3 separate regions of the Mus musculus genome follow, and regions 1 and 3 are each linked to region 2. A link is a contact called in public HiChIP or PLAC-seq data. All regions are on one chromosome and are shown on one strand. The core of a region is the stretch at or near the end of the contact, and the rest is flanking DNA. Distances in the headings are between cores, read along the strand shown. Region 1 overlaps Cpne5 (copine V). Region 2 holds the start of Pim1 (proviral integration site 1). Region 3 holds the start of Trp53cor1 (tumor protein p53 pathway corepressor 1).

What was found. HiChIP or PLAC-seq counts read pairs in DNA pulled down with a chosen protein or histone mark.
Region 1: an H3K4me3 HiChIP or PLAC-seq map of embryonic stem cells shows a contact between it and region 2, with 6 times the contacts expected there. The contact joins the enhancer-like site here to the promoter of Pim1 in region 2. A contact is called at or near these places in 6 of 484 Hi-C or Micro-C datasets (the G1E-ER4 cell line, Th1 cells, brown adipocytes and 2 more), 17 of 115 datasets of contacts at active chromatin or transcription factors (DN3 thymocytes, the HPC-7 cell line, acute myeloid leukemia and 12 more) and 1 of 9 other capture datasets (liver).
Region 3: a contact with region 2 is called in an H3K27ac HiChIP or PLAC-seq map of embryonic stem cells, with 2.7 times the contacts expected there. The contact joins the promoter of Trp53cor1 here to the promoter of Pim1 in region 2. A contact is called at or near these places in 5 of 484 Hi-C or Micro-C datasets (Th1 cells, embryonic stem cells, gonadal supporting cells and 1 more), 10 of 115 datasets of contacts at active chromatin or transcription factors (CD8 T cells, the SCID.adh cell line, astrocytes and 3 more) and 1 of 9 other capture datasets (pancreatic islet).

Annotation. Positions count from the first base shown.
Region 1 is chr17:29,158,453-29,161,170 of GRCm38.p6, reverse strand. Cpne5 (copine V) reads left to right here. Exons shown (of 21, transcript NM_153166.2): 18 at 1-61; 19 at 795-852; 20 at 1,146-1,219; 21 at 1,931-2,718. The coding sequence ends at 2,149. Among named protein-coding and RNA genes, the nearest start is that of Rab44, 46 kb to the right of the region's middle. Within about 2 kb of position 1,255, at least 25 of the 459 cell types and tissues checked have an H3K27ac peak or open chromatin away from gene starts, as enhancers often do. A contact at or near this core is called in embryonic stem cells, where this site is marked.
Region 2 is chr17:29,489,535-29,492,569 of GRCm38.p6, reverse strand. It overlaps Pim1 (proviral integration site 1), which reads right to left and starts at 1,785. Exons shown (of 6, transcript NM_008842.4): 1 at 1,345-1,785; 2 at 1,139-1,245; 3 at 1,000-1,050; 4 at 539-905. The coding sequence starts at 1,426. It overlaps Gm26885 (predicted gene, 26885), which reads left to right and starts at 1,026. Exons shown (of 4, transcript NR_168683.1): 1 at 1,026-1,393.
Region 3 is chr17:29,077,608-29,080,729 of GRCm38.p6, reverse strand. It overlaps Trp53cor1 (tumor protein p53 pathway corepressor 1), which reads left to right and starts at 1,604. Exons shown (of 2, transcript NR_036469.2): 1 at 1,604-1,839.

The sequences.
Region 1 (2,718 bases), core at 6-2,505, 330 kb after region 2:
GCTCATCATCACTGATGGTGTCATCTCGGACATGGCACAGACCAAGGAGGCAATTGTAAATGTGAGTGGAGGATGGCGCGCTCTCTCTCTCTCTCTCTCTCTCACATACACACACACACACACACACACACACACACACACACACACACACATGGTTTGAGGGGACTAAAACATCTTGTCCTACCCCTAAGAGAACCCAGGGGTGCTCCTTTTAAAGAACCACAGGGTGGCTTCTTTTCCTGCCCCCCATAATGTTACTGGCCACCCCATAAAGTCATCTGGTTACTCCACAGAGACTGACAGGACACGGAGAGAGTATTAGACAGGGGTTTGGGGAATGGAGATGCCCTGAACCTATGAGAGCTCAGACCTCAGCCACACAGATGACCATGCTCTCTGGGGAGCCCATGACCCCCTCAGCCACCCACCCTAGGCCCCAGCTTGCCTGTCATGTAGCAGAGAGTCTCAGTGAGGAAAGCTCCCTTCCCTAACCTTGACCCATGGTTTCCTCAGAAAAGGGGCCTTAGCCACAGCTGCCTTAGCCCCTCATGGTAGAGCCCTAGCACCAGAGGGAGGAGGTTGCTTTACAGAGGCAGGCAGACCCAGCCCCCCACCACCTCCCCAGCAATTTATCTTCTCTTGATCCGTGTCCTTTCCCTATCCTGTCCCTTGGGGTTCCTTGGGGTCCCCTAACCTTCATTCTCTATCCCTTTGCCCTGCCCTATTTTGTTTGACCCACCCTCCAGTCCCTACCTGTCTGACACAGCTTTTTGCCCCTCCCCTGTTTTTCCCAGGCTGCCAAACTCCCTATGTCGATCATCATTGTTGGCGTGGGCCAGGCCGAGTTCGATGGTGAGTCCAGAGTCCCTTTCCCAGCTGCCTTCTCTTACAGAACCCCATGGCATCCCGTCCCCACCCGCTGGAGCTCATGCCCAGGCATGCATGCAGTCTGGGTAGACTTGTGTGCCTTGAGAGGGTGTGTCAGTACCCATGCAGGTCTCAGCCTCATCCCGAGGTCAGGCTCCTCAACCCAGACAAGGAGCAGGGCCCTAGGTCTCCACCCATTTCTAGTGTTGGGGCAAGGGCCCTGGGCTGGCCTGGGATTGGAGGGATTGATCACACGCACACATCCCTTGTCTCTACAGCCATGGTGGAGCTGGACGGTGATGACGTGCGGATCTCCTCCAGGGGGAAGCTGGCTGAGCGAGACATTGTCCAGGTGAAACAGGCCCCGCCCTTCCGCAGTGCCAGAGCGCCTTTACAGGCATCTCAAGGACAGACACTGGAATCCCTTCCTGGGCCAGTCTTCTCAGGAAGCCCCACCCCTCCCTGCCCTCTAGGAAGTCCCTTCTAACCTGAATGATGCTCCCACGGAATCCAGAGCCCTGCACAGGGAGTCTGTGCCACATGGCCTTCCAGTGGCATGGAGAGCCCTCATAGATGGAGGTGGCACCCTGGATCCTAGGAGGAGGGAGACAGGAAGGAGCCAGAGGTTGGCAGCATTGAGAGGAAGCTGGGTTAGATGTGGGTTTAGACAAGTGTTGGGGTCCTAGGAGACTGAGAGGGTCCCCCTGGAGAGGGGTGGGAAAGGAAAAGGGAGCAAGGAGGCAGGATCTGGTTAGCCTTTCCCAGCATCCCTTGGGAGCAAGGGGGCATGATCCGGTTAGCCTTTCCCAGCATCCCTTGGGAGCAAGGAGGCAGGATCCGGTTAGCCTTTCCCAGCATCCTTTGAGCCTCTGTTCTCCTTGCTAGTCTCCGATGAAGGGCTTGGGTCAGTGTTAGGCCTCCTGTGGAATACAGATGAAGGACTCAGCACAGAGGCATGGCCCATCCCCGGGGAAACTCGCAAAGTGGGGGGGGTTGGATAGAGTGGGTTCTCTGGGAGGGGACCCACGTGCCCCATCTTGACCCCATCTTCCTTGCCTCTCAGTTTGTGCCCTTCAGGGACTATGTGGACCGCACCGGCAACCACGTACTGAGCATGGCCCGCCTGGCCCGGGATGTTCTGGCTGAGATTCCGGACCAACTGGTGTCCTACATGAAGGCACAGGGCATCCGCCCACGCCCGCCACCTGCTGCACCCGCTCAGTCACCCCCACAGTCCCCAGCCCACTCACCTCCTGGATCCCCCGTGCACACGCATATCTGAAGCTGAGAGGACCAAGGGCCTGGAGGGTAGACTGACACCCTATTCTCCTCCTGGTCGGTTTCCCAGACTCTGCTTGGAGGGCCAGCGGGAAATGGGGTGTCAGGGCCTCACCCCACTTCACACCCAAATCCAGGGGACTGTGGTATAGAAGACAAGGGGTACACAGATTCTGGGGCTGAGGGGACCCCCCTAGTCCATGCCGGACAACTCCAAGACTTTCTTATTCTTGCAACCCAGCTGGGCCTCTTCCAGCTCCTGTCTCCTCCTACCCTAGTGTCTAGTGTCCCCAGTCCCATGAGATCCCCTGTCCTGTTTCCAGGGAACCCCAGACTGGTAGACTACCAGGGATGCATGTGACCCTCTTAGGGACTCCATATGTGAGCAGATAGAGCCCCTTTCCTGATCCTCAAAGGCTCAGTGGTATGCTAGAATGTTCTAGAATGGTCACTGGAGCTATCACAGGTAGCTTGTAGCACTGAGATGTCTCCTGCTCAACTTGGGGGCCACTCACCTGCAGGGCACAGGGTTAGCCCCCACACTCCAACTTGCTCCTGCTCTCTGCCCTTCAG
Region 2 (3,035 bases), core at 536-3,035:
TTATTCCTTTACCCTCAAAAGCAAAACAAAACAAAACAAAACAAAACCCTGCAGTTCTAAGAACTACCTTAAAACTCCCCCACAAAACAAAACTACAAAAGAAAAAAAAAAAAAAAGAAAAAGAAAAAGAAAAAAATCAGCACCAATGTCTCCCGCCACCAACGGCTCCACCTCCTACTGGAGGGAAAAGTGGGTCATACTTTAGAAATCTGGGCTACAGCCGGCTACCCACGACCTCTTATTCACCGGGAAAGCATGGAATTTAATAAATTCCTGCTGAAAAGAAAAACAAGCAAACACCAGCAGCAACAACAAAAACAACAACAACAACAAAACCCCAATCACGCCAGAAATGTTGCAGGTTCGTTCAACCAGCTCGAAATCCCCGGCTGTACTATGCCGGGAAGCTCGCCTCTGCCCCACCCCTGCCAGCTCTGAGCCAGGCGGCCCAATGACCTTTACAAAGGGCCGGAGCCGAGGCCGCCAGAGGCTTCCAGGCCGGCACCTTGGGCAGCTCCCTCCCCGGGGCCTGGCTCACCATCAAAGTCCGTGTAGACTGTGTCCTTGAGCAGCGCCCCCGACCCGAAGTCGATGAGTTTGATTTCGCCGCGGCTCAGGTCGATTAAGATGTTCTCGTCCTTGATGTCGCGGTGGAGAACCCCGCAGTTGTGGCAATGCCGCACGGCCTCCAGCACCTGCCAGAAGAATCCTCGGGCCAGGTCCTCCTGTAGGGCTCCTCGTTCGGTGATAAAGTCGAAGAGGTCTTGCACCGGTTCGGGCCTCTCCAGGATCAGCACGAAACTATCGGGCCTCTCGAACCAGTCCAGAAGTCTAATGACGCCCGAGAAGTCCGAGCTCACCTTCTTCAACAGGACCACTTCCATGGGCACTCGGGTGCCATTGGGCTGCAGAGTGAGGGCGAGGGTTAGCGCGCCGGTTCCGGCACGCCCGTCGCCACCCACCCACCCATGAGAGGGTCTCTGGCTCCGGCTCACTCACCAGTTCTCCCCAATCGGAAATCCGGTCCTTCTCCACGTGCTTAATGGCCACCTGGAAGAAGACCCCCGAGTCTCCATCAGACCCTCCTGCTCAAAGCATCCCTCCGCGCGCCCTCCCCGAGGCGGCGTTGCCCACTCACCGGCAAGTTGTCGGCGACGCGGATGCCAGAGTAGACCGAGCCGAAGCCACCGCTGCCCAACAGCGGGCCCACCTGGTACTGCGACTCCAGGGGCTCCTTCTCTTTGCCTAGGAAAGAGGCACGGGACACTCAGCGCGCTCGACCCACGCGGGGGTCTCCCGGCGTCCCAACGACCCGCGCGCCCAGGGTGGGGTGGGGACACTCACCCGGCGCCAGCTTGGTGGCGTGCAGGTCGTTGCAGGGCGCGGCGCGCAGGTGGGCCAGGGAGTTGATCTTGGACAGGAGCATCCCCACCTCCAGGGTGTCGGTGCGGCGCCGGTGCCGGGACGAGCAGCAGCGGCGGCGGAGCGAGCTGGGGCTGAGCCGACGGCCGGGACTCAGACTGCGGGTGGCGTTGCGGCTCTGGCTGCGGCTGGCGCGCAAGGCCGAGGGCGAGTCGGAGGACGACTGAGGGCGCTGGCGGGGCTGGCCGCGGGCGGGTTCGCCGGCTGGGTCAGGCAGTGCGGGAGGCGGCAGGGCGAGAGGCGCTGCGGGACCCAGGGCTGCTGCTGACTGTGACTGCTGCTGCTGCTGCTACTGCCGATCCCGCCGCCGGCACTGCCGACTCCCCTCCAGCCTCCTCCGCCGCCACGGCCGCTGCTGCAGACGCCCGGCTCGCCCCGCCGCCAGGAGTAAAGGGGCGGAGCGCGCCGCTGGGGAGGGCGCGCGCGGCGGGCGGGGACGGGGCGGGGCCTCTCCGGGAGGCCGAGGTGGGGAGCCGGGCTGGCTCGGCGGCGGAGGGCGGAGAGGGGGCGGGGAGGCGGCGGGACCAGGGCCGCTCCCCTCCGCTCCGCCCCCTCGCGGCTACACCCCTCTCCCCGGCCCCGCCCTCGGGCGCGGCTTCAGCCAACCAGAAGACGCCCTATTTGCATAAGGCGTTGCGGGCCCCGCCTCTCGCCTCGCGGTCAGAATGGTCGCTAACGCCGCCACGACGTGGCGGGAAGGAAAAGGCGCCAAAACGGAGGGGGAGGGGCGCTGGGCGTGCAGGGAGGCGGGAGCTGGGTGGCGCGCGCGGGCGGGGGAGGAAGGATGGGGAGGGGCGTATCGATTCAAACCCAAACAATAACAAAGCCATCAAAGGCCGCCCGAGGCCAGCTCTGCCGGCTCTGTGTTTCCCGGAGATTTGGGTTGTGGAGGGGGGTCGAGGATTGGAGCTGGAGCGTAGCAAGTTGTGAGAAATGGAAGGGCGTTGGTGTGGCGGGCGCGGAAGCCATGAGTAGGGACCGCGTGTGTGTGGATGCCGACCAGGGTGGTCCTCTGGTGTGACTCAGCCCGGAGACCTCCAAGGCTGCTGGGGCGGGTTGACGATGTTATGTGGGCTAGATCCTGGGGGTGATGATTGTGTTTTTGGGGGCGAAGGCTGTGCAAGACGTGAGTCACCGGCATTTTGCACACCGAGGCCAGTCACAGGCCTGCGAGGAAAAGTGGGGGAGACCTGGGATGCGAGGAGCCGGTGACAAAGATTCTCAATTTAGAAATGCAGAGAGAATTAGAAGGGACCCGGGGTACCTGATCCCCTCGGTCCATGTCCGAGCGCCTGAGAGAGGAAATCACGACACAAACGTTAGCTTTCTCTTGCCAAATGCTGCCTCAGCCCCTTCTGAGAGGGCGGGAGGAGCAGGAAAATTCCTGATCGCGGGCGAGGGTGGGAGGGTGCCGCTGGGTTTAATCAGAGGTTGTTGCGGTAGTTACCTTCTCATCAGCTTGGTATTAGCAGTCAGGCGATACCAGATATTATTGGCCCCCACCCCAGCCTTGTCTCAAAGGAAAGTCCCCACATGCACGTGGAAATACCACGGAAAGCTAGCCGAGTCCGCTTTCATCTTTTGTCCTTTTGAACTTCATGGAGAGTTGATAA
Region 3 (3,122 bases), core at 355-2,854, 410 kb after region 2:
CTCCCTCTGCTCTGGACTCTTCGAAATGCCGGCTCTCTCCCTCATATCTACAATTTAAAAAAAAAAAATCTCAGGCTGGAGAGACAGCTCAGTGGTTAAGAGCACTGACTGCTCTTCCAGGGGTCCTAAGTTCAATTCCCAGCAACCACATAGTGGCTGTCAACCATTTATAATGCGTTCTGATGCTCTTCTGACATGCAAGTGTACATGCAGATAGAACACCATACACATAAAAATAAATAAATAAATTTTTAAAAGAAGAAAATAGAGACCAGGACAGTGGGCATCTCTGGGGAGAGGAGCTGGTCTCCTGTACTGTCTACTCCCAGGATGGCACAAATGAAGTACACACACATACATTCAGGCAAAACACCTATACAAATCAAAACAAATAAATATAAAAAATTAATATTCTTTTATTCTATTTTTTTTATTCTTTTTCTTTTTTTTTTTTGGTTTTTTGAGACAGGGTTTTTCTGTAGCCCTGGCTGTCCTGGAACTCACTCTGTAGACCAGGCTGGCCTCGAACTCAGAAATCCGCCTGCCTCTGCCTCCCGAGTGCTGGGATTAAAGGCGTGCGCCACCACGCCCGGCTCTATTCTATTTTTTAAAAAGATTTAGTTATTTATTATATGTAAGTACACTGTAGCTGTCTTCAGACACCCCAGAAATAGGTATCAGATCCTATTATGGATGGTTCAGAGCTACTACGTGGTTGCTGGGATTCGAACTCAGTACCTCTGGAAGAGCAGTCAGTGCTCTTAACCGCTGAGCTGTCTCTCCAGCCCTATCCTATCTTTTAACTGCATTATTTCTTGTGTGTCGACATACACTGGAACAAGACAACATTAGGGAAGGTCAAAGGACAACATTCAGGCTCAGTTCTCTCCTTCTACCATCCAGGTTCTGAGGCTCAAACAGGGCTTGCCAACCTTGGCGGCAAGCTCCTGAGTCCACTGAACCATCTCACCAGCCCTTAGGATCTTTACGTGACAATGAACACAATTAAAAACTATACTTCGCTGGGCAGTGGTGGCGCACGCCTTTAATCCCAGCACTTGGGAGGCAGAGGCAGGCAGATTTCTGAGTTCTAGGCCAGCCTGGTCTACAAAGTGAGTTCCAGGACAGCCAGTATACAGAGAAACCCTGTCTCAAAAAACCAAGGGGAAAAGCAAAACAAAACAAAACACTATACTTCACAGCCAGATATGATGGGGCAAGGCTTCAGTCCCAGCACTTGGGTGATGGAGACAGAAAGGTCCCAAGATCAAGGGCATCCTCCTCTACCTAGCAAGTTTGAGGCCATCCGTGGCAACAGGAGACTGTCTCAAAAAAAGTAAAAGAAGATTGGCTAACCCCATGAGCACATGGTGACCTGAAAATGTCTCCTGTTGATTAAAAGCCCTCTCTCCATCCTCAATGCCTGATTTAATCTCCCAGAACAGAGCGCCCCCCGGCCCCCATGTGGCCTCCAGTTCTTCCCCGGACTCTTCCACCTGCAGCACAGAGAGAAAGAACTCAGAATAGAAGTTGTTACTGTGCAGGGATGGGGGGAGGGGGGAGAGGCGGAGACTTGGGCAGCCGGCAGGCTTAGCTTCCCCTGGCAGTCTGACCCACACTCCCCACGCCCAGGACCAAGTCGCCTGAGCCCCATAGCCACAACTCTCTGCCGGCCTTGCCCGGGCTTGCCTTCGGTTGCATCATCTCCCAGCTTTGCCAGGGGTGCAGAAGTGAACCACCCACTCAGCGCTGGAAAAACCAGCTAATTATATCTCCAAAGACCCAGGGCAAGAACTTGTGGACAACCTCAGCTGGCCTGGCCTGTCCCACTCGCTTTCCGTGAGTGTCCTCGACTTATTTCTTTCTTTCTTTCTTTCTTTTTTTTTTTTTTTCCTCTCTCAAAATAATAACAATGACAGCTAGCACTGGGGAGCGAGGACATAGCCTTTTATTCCCACACTCCGCACAGGGAGTTTAGACCTGAAGATCCAGAGTTCAAAGTCATCCGCAGCTACATGGGAAGTTTTGAGGCCAGCCTGGACTACGTGACGATAAAGAAAGGAGTCGGGGTCGTAGCTCAGTTGGTAGAGAGCTTGACTAGCGTACAGGAAATCCCGGGTTCCATTCTAAGCACTACAAAAACCGGGCTTGGTAGGTTATCCCTGAACTCCAGAGGTGGGGGCTGGATGCCCAGATAGCGGCATACTAAGTTTCAGCCCTCCGCCTGAGTTATGCGAGACCCTGTGTGGGAAAAAAAAAAAAAATCAAACTGAACAATGGCAAGCTACATAAAAACAAAACAAAAACAAATTGTCCTCGGGCTGTGCGGCTTTCTGCAAGAAGAGCCCCGCCTCCGCCACGGCCCCTCCAGGTTTTAGGAAACCTCAGCCAAGAGCTTGCCAACCGACCTCCCACTCCACCCCACCCCCACTCAGGGCTGTTAGCCTGAGCCGCTCCAAGCCTGGACCCACTGCAGTCAGCAGGATTGAGAAGACAAACACTGCTTTGACACCATCAATAGCAGCTGCTCGCTCCGCTCATTTCTTTTTCCAAATATCTTTAAAAATTCTATTTGTAGTATAGTCCAAAGTGCAGTTTCATTTTTCCATAATTTCCTGTATTTATTTTGTTGAGTCCGTAATACATTCCCAGGAATAACAGTCAAAAGATGAAAAAGGATGTTGGTTAAAAACAAAAACAAAAGTCTTTCCGGACCCCAGACAAACCCCCACCCTCCAGCCACCATTTCCTTCCCAGAGGTAGTAGCGGCACACATAACCTGTGTCTACTTCCAGAGAGAGCCCTCTGGTTGAAACAGTTGACCAGCAGATGGCCTATAGAATCCAGAACTTTTCCATGCTGGATGCACCATGGACTTCTTTTCTTCTTCTTCTTCTTCTTCTTCTTCTTCTTCTTCTTCTTCTTCTTCTTCTTCTTCCTTCTCCTTCTCCTTCTCCTTCTCCTTCTCCTTCTCCTTCTCCTTCTCCTTCTCCTTCTCCTTCTCCTTCTCCTTCTCCTTCTCCTTCTCCTTCTCCTTCTCCTTCTCCTTCTCCTTCTCCTTCTCCTTCTCCTCCTCCTCCTCCTCCTCCTCCTCCTCCTCCTCCTCCTCCTCCTCTTCCTTT